Regions from separate parts of the Mus musculus genome. Here region 2 is linked to region 1. A link is a contact called in public ChIA-PET data. All regions are on one chromosome and are shown on one strand. Each heading gives the region's core, a stretch centred on a gene start, on an enhancer-like site or on the middle of the called end of the contact. The rest is flanking DNA. Distances are from core to core; before and after follow the strand shown. Region 1 overlaps Heg1 (heart development protein with EGF-like domains 1). Region 2 overlaps Kalrn (kalirin, RhoGEF kinase).

Region 1 (5,715 bases), core at 1,774-4,273:
TAGGGGAAACTTACTGTTTGAGCGATCTCGTTTTCAAGCTCTTGAGTGTTGGAATGGTTTTCTGCAGTAGTATTGAGAAAAGTCTTCTTTAACTTAAACTCGGTCACAAAGGTTCTAACTGCAGAGGAAAACATTGCCCATTAAGCCACACAGCAGAGACCAACGCAAGGCTATGCAGCTGTAATCCCTGGGACGGCCAGCTTTACTCCCCCAAGGGACAGTCTGGGTGTGTCTTGAGGGTAAATACACTCCTTCCTCATCTAGGTGACCAAGGAGTGACACATGTTTGTGGTAGGTTTAGACTCCAAGGTGCTAAGATCCCATTATTATCAGGCATGTAAAGAAAACAAGCCATGTTAGAAACAGGGCTGGATTCAGAAAGGAGGAAAGCTCCCTCATTGTGAGGCCTGTTTCACTCATAAAATAAAATTCTAGGTAACACCAATTTCTGATGATTAGGCCTGAGGTTCCAGAATGAGCAGACAACCAAAAATTAACAGTCCGTCTTTAGAGCTGGCTCTTATCACTCATTATATTAAATTATATTTATCGATTATTATTTATCGTATTAAATTATATCTTATTATATTAAACGCATATCTTCCCCTCAATACAGAAGAAAAATAACCCGAGACACAGGGGCTGCATGCTGAATTCAGAGGAAGGCAGGCAAGGGAGCCAGGGAAAGCAGCTAACATTTCAGAGTTAACTGACTAAAGCCCGTAGTTCTTATTTAACATCCTTCTGCTTGTTCCACAGTTCAGCGAAGCCAGCTGCTTAGGACTCTCTAGGAGCAGCAGGCAGCTCTTTGAAAACACTCTGGGCCAAGGCAAAGCCTTTCAGCACGCTCTAATTTGCATGCCCCTCTGATGTTTACGAACAATGAAGCCTAATGACTTGAAAAGAGAAAGACTAGTCTTTAGCAAAACTGAACCGCTTTCCCCCCCATCTGTGCTACTTGTGGGCGGGCACTCTGCACACAGTCACCTGACCTGCTCGGCTTCACTCCTCACGGGCCCAGGTTCAAATCCAGACTCTTCCCTTTGGAAAAGTGCCCAGGATAAGGGTAAGGCACACAGACGTTCTCTGCCTGCCCGTGCCTTCTGTCTTTAGCATGAGTAATATCATCCGTCCTTTCCTAAACCCTGTCTTTTTTCCTGGAAGGGATTTGCCCAAGGCATTTATACCTCTGTGGAGAGGAGGCTGTGCTTGGCTTAAGTTCCTGCTGATTGTAAAAACAGGGACTTTCAGCCTCTGCTTTGTCTTGGGTGACTCCATTATACAAGAAGCATTTGACTCTATTTCATGCTGTGGATAAAAACACTACCTCCTGTCCAGCATGGGGCACAGGCTACTACATTTCTTGTTGCAAAACTATCAATTAGATTGGATCTGTATGAGTACAGGGCCAAAACCCTTAGTGGAAAGGGAGACCTCAAGAGCTTATGAAACACACCAAGGAAGGGTGCAACAGCCACGCCTGCACCCCATAAAGAGGAGGACACCTGACACTCTTGTGGCAATGGCCCCAGCAACCTGGCATCTGACCACCCAGAATGCATGGGGACTGCATGACCATAGGGCTTCAGCTTGGCTCAGTGTCCACTCTTGCCGTGGCGTTCTCTGTCTCTTTGTCCATCTGGCCCTGGTTCTGTGTCGGATTTCTCCACAGTGGCCTACATGGGTCTGGGCTTCACCTCACAGTCCTGTGCCTGCCTCTAAGCTCCTTTCACATGGACAGTCCCAGCCTTAACCCCGCAGCAGCTTGATGCGTTCCTCAGTAACTGTCCATTGTGGTTCCTGGTCTAACCGCTAAAGGGACTGGTTCTCTTCTCGTCGGTATTAGCTCTCTGACACTCCTAAGGCCTCTTTAAACTCCTTGAACTTTTCTGTGGCCTCTTTAACCCCTTTGTAGCTATTCTGTGACACACACACACATACCCCTTTACCCTGATGTGTAACTTGTGATCTGAGTTAATATTAGTAATTAAATTTGGAATAAGCCAATGCTTGCCACTGGCCAACTGTCAAGGGAGATGAGAATAATTTGGCAAATCAGAGCAAATGAAATTGAAGTAGCTTGTGAGCTTATTGTGACTCAATAAATTCTGACATTGTGGAAAGACACAGATGTGTCCCTGTTTTTAATATAGTTAGTGTATTCAAGACAACTTCCACGTCTGCAGTTACCCCGCCCAGCTTTAAAACGGGTATTGTAAAAAAAAAAAAAATCACACTGATTTACTTTGTGCCTGCCTGCGTGCATTTGCGTGTGTGTTCACGGTCCAAAGCACTCATGTGAAATTCAGAGAACAGCTTGTGGGAACTGGTTTCCTCTTTCTACCTCGTGGGTCCTGGGAATTGAACTCAGCTGGTCAGACTCTGCAGCGGGCACCTTTATCTGCTGACCCACCTTACTTATAAGATATGATTTTTTTTTTTTTAATCTCAGATTTAACTGCCGATTTCACTATTGACCTGTGACAACTGCTTGTTTTCCTAGCATCCAGTCTGGCGAACGCTGCCTTCCATCTGGACAGCTCTTCACACTCGGCGGCACTTGCTCAAGCAGATTATTTTATTCGACATTCCCCAAACCTTGAGTGAGCAGTGAGCAATGTGCAATCTGACTTAACAGATGGGGACACTGAGGCTCTGGCTAGTCAGTGCAGGTGGTGGCTGGGAGCCTAAAGCCAGGCATTTGAAACCATGGGTTTCAAAACACCAACAACAATAACCAATATTCCATCTCCTTCATTCTTCAACTGCACACGTTCAGCTAGTTCCCTGTAGGAGGTGGTTACACAGACCAGGTTACCCAGACTAATTAGAATTAAGAGGGATTCTTAATTTTGACTCATGTCTACATATGTAGACTTCCCCTTTTTAGAAAATAATGCTCTTTTTTTTTGTATTTCAGACAAATTTCATTATTCTTATTTTAGTAGAGTGTCAGCCTTAAGAAGCTCCTTCTGTCTGTGGGTGTCAGAGGTTCATGCAGATAACACTTGCAGCCAACACAGAGGTTCTCCCCCAAACACTGGCTGAGCACTTCTGCAGGAGGCCTCACACTGGGCAACTGTAGCTGTTCCAAAGGCCGATTATCTTATCTGATAGTTTCAGCTTCAAAACTGAATTTCTCATTCTAACTTCTCAAGCAAGCATGGTGTTAAACTCAGCAACCCAACAAGGGTCACGCCCTGTGTGCAAGAACGCTTTTCTAATAATAACCACACTGTGGTACAACAGAAAACTGTGGGCTGGAAACCAGGCCTCTCACCAGCTGTGGCCCATGCTTGGCCTCTGAGCATCTCAGAGCCTCTGTCTTCGCTGCATTTGCTGATCTACTTTTTAACCTGTCGGATGAAAAGCGAATGGAAAACCAAGCAGCTTGGTGGACCTGTCAAATGAGGAACAAACATGACCAATATAGTGGCCTGATTTTAGAGGTGGCTGCGTCACAATGCACCTGTCTGTGGCTAACAACTCAAGGAGAATGTGTGGACAATCAGAATTTTACTCTTTTTTTTTTACTCTAAAATATAAATATAAATAAACAGATAAACACTCTGAAATTGTAAGTAAATAAATAATGTTTAAAACCCCTATGTAGTTGGAATATCCATTTGATTTTTTTTTAACTGAAGGGTAAAATGGTTGAACAAATACTGTTGTGCACAAATGAGCACATTACACAGGCATTAAGATATTTGTCCTTTTTTTGTGACACAGGGATATACTTACAGATATCTCTTGAATTTAATATATAAAAATATAATGTACATCATCAAAGGTGAAGAAAAGTACCGCATCTGCAGGCGTTGGAGTAACAGGCAATGAGCTTCATTTCTATATCCCTGGGTTTTTTTAAGCTTGGAAAAAAAATGTTGGCTTTGATTAGGAAGGAAGCAGTCAGTTGCAAGGCAGACTTAACTCTTACCCAGATTGCATATTCCTTTCTCCAACTGATACCCGACTGGGCATCTGCAGGTGAACGATCCCTGAGTATTGTTGCACGTGGCTAGGGGAGGACAGGGGCTGGAGAGACATTCGTTCACATCTGCAGGAGGGGACAAACAAGAGCATGCTGACGGGGTGGCAGGCAATGGATCATCATTCGGTGCCTACTAAAACCAACTGGCACCGTGCGTCGTGTGTCGTGTGCTTCCAAAGAAGAGCGGGAAGCCACCCTTGTTCTCACGGGGATGGCTGCCTGCCAGGGCAGTGGCAACCATATGAAGAATTAACTATATCACAGGGTGGGATTGGCATGTACAGAGATAAACACAGATCTGGTTGGTTGTTATTGTTAGTGTTGCTTTGAGACAGGGTCTCATCCTTTTATTCCTGGCTGGCCTGGAACTTACTATGTAGATCAGAGTGGCTTTGAACTCATAGAGATCCTACTATCTCTGACTTTTGGGTGCTGGGATTAAGGACATGCCCAGTAGAAACAGTAGATTTTGATGCAGGGAAGAATTAAAGACGTTGAAATTATATTTAAATCATAAATAAGACTAAAGAGATGTCGACCAGTAGATCTTTGGGAAGAGGGTCTGATTCTGAGCTGAGGGACTAGCAGGGTAAATGCCCAGGGCAGGAGAGTGTAGGTATCTTTAGGGAGCTCTAGATGACCCAGTGTTGCAGGGGTGTAGAGAATCTATAGAGCAGAACCAGGCCAAAAGCTTGTGTGTATCATGCTGTGGTCCTTCATATTATCATATAGACAACACACAAGCATCCTAACACTTAAGCAAGAAGATGATTAAACTAAAAATCTTACCTTTGTACACTCTAGAACAAACAGAAAAACTCTTTTAAAATGATTGTTTTTAAGTATGTGTATATATATGCACACATGCGTGCAGGTGCCTGCAGAGGCCAGAGGTGTCCAATTGTGTTGGAGCTACAATTATAAGCAGTAATGAAGTGCCCCAATGTGGGTTATAGTACTCAAACTTAGGTCCTCTGCAAGCACAGTATATGCTGTCAACCCTGGAAATAGGGTCTTACTGAATAGCCCAATAGCCCAAGTAACATTCCAGTAAATGATCCTGCCTCTTACCCACACTGCAGTTCTCCCCCTGCCAGGCAGGCGGGCACACACATCGATACCCACGGCCAGTGAGGTCCACAATGCATTTGCCATCATGAAGACAAGGGTTCACGGTACAGCTGTTGACTAAACACATGGAAGGAATAACACAGGCGATGTCAAAGCAGCTCTGGAAAACATCTCATTCCCAAGGTTAACGCTTGGGTCTAGCTTATGTTTGCTTACTTGCCCTGAAAAAACTCGCACCCACTAAGATAGAGCAGGGTCCCCAGAGGTGCGAAGACAGAGGTGATGGTACCGGGCACAGATGTAGTTTGTGTTCATAGCCAAGTGCTAGATAACTGCATACCTGAATGTAAGCATGAATACTAAATGCTTCTTGCGGGCTGCTTGGTTCAGGACCAGTAATTATATTGCCTTAGTGATACTTAGAAAATTCTCCTGGACTCAAGTAAATGCCAACCTAAAACATGTTCTAAGGTGGAAAGAATCCCCAATCAATTTATCCTGTCTGCTCCAAGATTCACTCTGTGCAGGAATGCACACATATGCACGGCTCCTTTTCTTCTCTTGGACTTTGTCAAAACTCTAGAAACCTCTCTCTGAAAATTCTCGAAACATGTACATTTATTCGTAGTTGTTACACTTTTTGTTGTTTT
Region 2 (5,715 bases), core at 1,457-3,956, 330 kb before region 1:
TTTCTTTGGATACAACAGAAAAGTCAAAAGTGTGAATAGAAGCGTCATCAACGGGAGGGAGGCTGAGTTTCAAGATGAGCTGTATGGGATGTGACACACCTCTCCCGTACTCTGCCCGTGTTCTTTTCAGTATCTTCTGTTTTGCTTGCTAATAAAGGAAAAGATGGTGTTTGTAGACAGGGAGTTGTTAGGATGCCTGCAGTGAGGAGGCTGTCCTGGCTTTTCCCAGATTTCATCTTCAGGGCAGCAGACAGCACTCACTTCTGAGCTGTTGGACCCCAGGCTGCACAGTGACTAAAACACCTAGAGTGACTGAGACCTGGCCCCAGGGGGACGATGACAACACGGGTAGCATAATCTTAACTGGTCAACCATCTGAGACCTTGACCTCAGGTTGCTCACCTGCCCTATCCTGAGTTCATCAGAAGCTCCTATTCGGAGGGAGACACAGAGGACGTTCTTGTCATGGCTAGGTAATGGCCCTTGTGTTAAGACTTTCATGGGCTGAGCCACGGAGAATTTGCAAGTTGCAAAATGATACCTATATCATGATTATATAAAATAAAAATAGGGCCACACTTGCATGTAAAGTAAATGGCATGGATGTGAAGGGGTATACCAACCTTAGAACTCCCTTTAATTCTGGGATGGAAGAAGAGTGTGAGATTGTAAAGATAAGTGGCCGCCTTCAGCTATATCTGAAACCTTTCATTCTTAAAAGACAGATGAAGCAAATATGACAAAATATGTACATTTTGATAATTAAATAGCTGTTTTTTCCCCTGTATTTTTCTTTATTTAAAAATATTTTTCCAGGGTGGTGGTGGTGGTGTGGTGGTGGTGGCGCACACCTTTAATCCCAGCACTAGGGAGGCAGAGGCAGGTGTATCTCTGTGAGTTCGAGGCCAGCCTGGTCTATACAGTGACTTCTAGGACAGCCAGGGCTACAAAGAGAAACCCTGTCTTAGAAAAACCAAAGATACAAGGCAATTTCATAGTAAAAATTTGCCTAAGGAAATTCACTGTTATTTTTAATCCTGTAAACAAATTGCAGATAAGGGACTCTCATCTACTTACGGTATCCACAGCTCCCACACACTTGAAACCGGTCCTCAGGGCAATTCCTAACCTCAGAGTCAAGAGCATGTGTTGATCCAACGGCCTCAGTGGTCGAGGGGATGCTAGGTCTGGTCCTAGTTTCATTACTAGTTTGTGACTGTGGCTCTGTTGCTTAACCTGCACAATTATTGGGTAAATTTGAAGATGGTTTTCAACACGGAAACTTTATCATTTATACAACAGATGGGTAAGTTTATATTAAGATGTTGAAGAGACTAGCAACCGGATAGTCCCTTATACCATAATCACAGAGGATCGGTAATCCACGGGCTGAACCGATAGAGAGAAATAAGGCTAAGGTGTGTGCTATAAAGCCTGGCCTGGATTTGGGGTTTGACTCTGCCACTGACCTTGGTTTGCTGAAACCCTCTCATTTCTCTATTTCCTAACACGGGAACCGTAATTCGTGTAACCTGCCTCAACTACGACGACTGGGGTGAGAGACAGGGTTATTGTAGTTGACGTGAACTAGTCACGGAACTGTCCTATTACCGGGAACACATTTCACTAATGTAGCCATTTTACAGAGATGGTGTGGGCATAGTAATCCCGAAGAGGCAGCTGTTTCTTGTCCAAGTAATTCCACATTTTTTTTTACAGCTAGGCATTTTAAGTGATTTAGGCCAGGCAGGTAGTACAGGCAGGCCTTTAATGCCAGGGCTCAAGAGGCAGAGGCTGGTAAATCTTGATGAGTTTGAGGCCAGCCTGGCCTACAGAACAAGTTCTGAGCCAGGCAAGGCTACGTGGTAAGACCCTGTGTCCCCCTACCTCTTTTCCTGTCTTATGCTAGGACACCGGCTACATGATGAATCTTATACTGCTTCTGACTTGGTGGTGCTTAGCCACCGTTCAATGACTCCAGCTGTTTGCCTAAAGCAAACTTGAAACAGCATTGAGAATATTCTGGAGATCTCATTTTCCACTCGTGTATTTTTGCCATCACTTTATACAGAAAGCATAAGAAGCAGATATCAGTAGTAGCCAGGAAAGAGGAATGGCCATTCCTAACATGCATCTGGGAATGTCCAAGCCAGGCCATGGTTTACCCTGGAACATCAACTTGCTTTGCTTGGTAACCGAGGCACAGTTAATGCGGCTAAGACTGCTGCTTTGCTGACACAGCATCTGCTATAAACCTGGGTTTCGAAAACTTGGAGTCAGTTGCATCCCTGGGGCCTAGTGAATTTGGAGAGCCTGCTGCTTATCTTCAGGGAGGCCCTGTTTCTATCAGCTACTGCAGATGCTTATCACCCATACCAAACCCTTGAGAAATAATGTCAACACAGAAGACCACAGCCAGAGAGGAATTTTCTGAGATAAGATTACACCTTTGTCCTTAAAGACATGCCAGTGAATCCCCAGATGTTCCCTGAGCAGAGCAGCCTTGTAGGTTCTCCTCTTACCAGGGAATTTTAGGAGCTCTGTGTTTGTGCTTCCAAACACAGATACTCTGCTGTTGCTTTCCAAAGTATGCACAAGGCCCTAACAGCCCCCGGGGAAGTGCCCCAGCAGGGCCAAGGCCCAGCGAGCCCCAACAAGGAGCTTAGGGTTATCAGCCCCAGGGAGATCCTGGAGACAGCTCTCTCTTGGCAAATACATTTGTTAATTTTATTTCAGGATTATCTTTTCTGCTCTGAGGGTTTCCAAGGCTAGGGGAGATCTCTTGTCCAAGTCCAGGGCAGAATCACACAGGAAACTGTGATTCAGTCTCCGAGTAGGTACGAAAAGCCACCAGAACACCTTCTAGGTACCCAGCCGTTTACTTGGTTTAAATATCAGTTTGCAAACCAGGGCTGGGGTGGAGATCAGCTACCTCAGGACTGTGGTAGTAATGAGCATTCATGACACCCTCACCTTTAATTTGTCTTCTGAACACTAACAGTATCATTCTCTCTAGCCCGGGCACAGCTATCTGGATCTTAAGTCCAATCCCTTTTCCCCAAGATAGTTATATAGAGCTGCCAGATTAATTTGAAAAACAACAAAAAATAAAACAAAACAAGCAAACAAAAAACCTACCCCTTTTCTGTTGTGTCATTTCCCACCAGAATCTCAAAGTTCACAGTCCAGCCTATTGTCCAATATTTTCCCAAATGTTCCCTTCCTCCAGGTTTCTACCCCACTGATCTTACTCCCTGGAAAGGACCCACTTTGAACTGGATAACTTCCCTTCCAGTCCCCTGACTCTGCGATTGGTCTTGTTATCCTTCTCTTTGGGAGCAGACCTCCCCCAAACATCTCTGTCCTTAAACTTTTCCAGGCTAGTCTCTCCTACACAGTTATGACCCTTCTCTGAACTGGGCTCACTTATCAGGAGAGTCTGTTCTTACCAGCCTGCTGGCAATTAATCACACATGGCTTTGTGAGAAAATCTTTATCTCCTTTGCTCTGCTTGCTGTTCTGTTCTGTTCTTTTCTCTCCCTCCCGGCTTCTCTCTGCTGTCGTGCATGTGGAAGCGTGCGTAGCTAGACAAGAGATCAATGAAAATGGAGCCTGGATCTTATATTTTTAGAATTCACTCTCCACTACACTCTCTGTGATGTTGTTACTGGTTAGTGACTCTTGCTTGGCACTTGACTTGGGTGCCAGGATGCTGGTGTTGCTGTGCAACTTTCAGAAGTCTGAGGACCCTAGTTCTCTCAGCATGGGTGGAACCAAAAAACATCATCACTGAGCAGCTGGGGCTAGAACACCTGAAACGGACTTTAAAATCTTGTGTTTGGCTTAGTCAGGTTTTCTAGAGGCTCAACTCTGTAGATGTACTGCCGGTCTCCTCAAAGAGTAGCAAGTCTTCAAGTGTCAAATAAGGATTGTCGGCCATGTTTCTCCTGTGCTGTGCCCTCTCTAGCTCTCCCACTTCAATAGTGTGGTTCCTTGGGTTTGCTTTGCCTGTAGTCAGTGGGAACTCAAGCACTGGGCATGACCAGGTATGAAGGGCACTGAGTATGAACAGGTGTGAAGGGCACTGGGCATGAACAGGTGTGAAGGGCCAGTAGATGGTTAATTGCTCAAGTCTGGCTGAATGACCAACAGATCTCACCCTGTCCCTGGGAGCTGTGTGTCCTTGGGCAAACTGATTGATGTCTCTAAATGGGCAGTTTCCTCTTCTGTAAAATGAAGATAATAAGACAACCCTCCACCCCTTGAGCCCAGTTGTGTTGTCAGAGAATGAAACAAGATGGTCCTGTAAAATACTTAGGCTATTGTAAGCTCATTAAAGCATTGAGATAGTCCACAAATGCAACTTACAGACAATATGCTGATTTCTCCTATTTGAAAGAACAAAGCAAACTCTCTTGATCTCCAATCATTGTCCCTTTAAAACAAAACCGAAGTCCTCCCTTCCTCTCTCCGCCCTGTGTAACGAGCATGCCCCCTCCAGCACACCACAGCTGCTTTTCTGCAAAGTCACCGGCGACCGACGGCTGTGTAACTAAGTTTAAGGTTTCTTTGGTGAGAACTCTTGACCTGTCAAGGAGCATCCGACACAGCTGATCATGTCTTTCCTCCGTGCAGCCTCCTGGCCAGCTCCTGCTCTCATCTCTCCCTGCCTTTCTGACATTTTCTTCGCTTTCTCATCCTCCTGCCTCTTGCTGAGTCTCCAGACTTCTCTGTTCCCCACATCCATGCCTCTTGGTGTTTTCATTCACGGCATCCAGCGCCCTCTCTTCCCTGTAGCCCTCAGTCACCGGCAGCTTACCAGCACTCCCCCCCCACGCCCCCACCCCCAGCTCCAGCTCCAGGCTTGAAGTCTAGTGGCTCCTCAGCCTGTCTGCTAGTATCTATCTATGAGCATCTCGAAGATGCCTGCAACTGGCCTCCCTTCCATCTACCCTCAGAGTCACACTTCCATACTCTGCCTGCCTCGGGAACTTTATCCTTTGTCCTGCTGTCAAAACATATCCAGAGTCTGATCCCTTCTGGTGGCCACCAGAATCACTCAGTTGAAAGGAATATGGTGGTCTCCTAGGCAGTCTGTTGCCACTGACCTCAATTGCAAGTAAGAATGGCATTTTAGTATTATGATAGATGATATCCATCTTCTGGGAATTTTCCATGTAGGTAAAAACAAAGGTATCATACTATTGGCTACCCAGTCCGGGTGGTCCAGTCCCTTTTGCTTTCACTGACCCCCACTCTGTTCCCCTTGCTCACTGCTCTGATGCCACCCAGCATACCCCACACACTACCTTGGGACAGCTATACTTTTTCATCTTCTACTTGCCTGCCTTGGCCTTTGTTAAATGGCTGCATGGCTTGTCTCTCGCCGCTGTTAGGAACATGCTCAGACATCGATTGAGTCATGATCTAACCTCAATTACTCAATTACTGTTAATTTGTACCCTCTACTGCCCACTGCATTTCTCATCATCGCTGACACTGTCACCACCACTGTCACCATCACCATCATCATTAGTTTCTTTTCAAGACAGGGTTTCTCTCTATAGCCCTGGCTATCCCAACACTCGCTCTGTAGACCAGGCTGGCCTCCAATTCTTAGAGATCCGCCTGCCTCTGCCTCCTGAGTGCTGGGATTAAAGGCATGTGCCACCACTGCCCAGTCCAACCTTATTTTTTAATATAGTTGTTCTCATT

Evidence for each region. ChIA-PET counts read pairs in DNA pulled down with a chosen protein or histone mark.
Region 2: a contact with region 1 is called in an SMC1A ChIA-PET map of the G1E-ER4 cell line, with 8 read pairs. The contact joins two enhancer-like sites. A contact is called at or near these places in 1 of 15 datasets of contacts at CTCF or cohesin (the G1E-ER4 cell line) and 1 of 9 other capture datasets (embryonic stem cells).

The regions. Positions count from the first base shown.
Region 1 is chr16:33,729,944-33,735,658 of GRCm38.p6, reverse strand. Heg1 (heart development protein with EGF-like domains 1) reads right to left here. Exons shown (of 15, transcript NM_175256.5): 5 at 5,066-5,182; 6 at 3,941-4,060; 7 at 15-118. Among named protein-coding and RNA genes, the nearest start is that of Heg1, 48 kb to the right of the region's middle. Within about 2 kb of position 3,023, at least 56 of the 459 cell types and tissues checked have an H3K27ac peak or open chromatin away from gene starts, as enhancers often do. A contact at or near this core is called in the G1E-ER4 cell line, where this site is marked.
Region 2 is chr16:34,055,417-34,061,131 of GRCm38.p6, reverse strand. The region is part of intron 34 of Kalrn (kalirin, RhoGEF kinase); the gene reads left to right. Among named protein-coding and RNA genes, the nearest start is that of Gm41448, 62 kb to the left of the region's middle. Within about 2 kb of position 2,706, at least 17 of the 459 cell types and tissues checked have an H3K27ac peak or open chromatin away from gene starts, as enhancers often do. A contact at or near this core is called in the G1E-ER4 cell line, where this site is marked.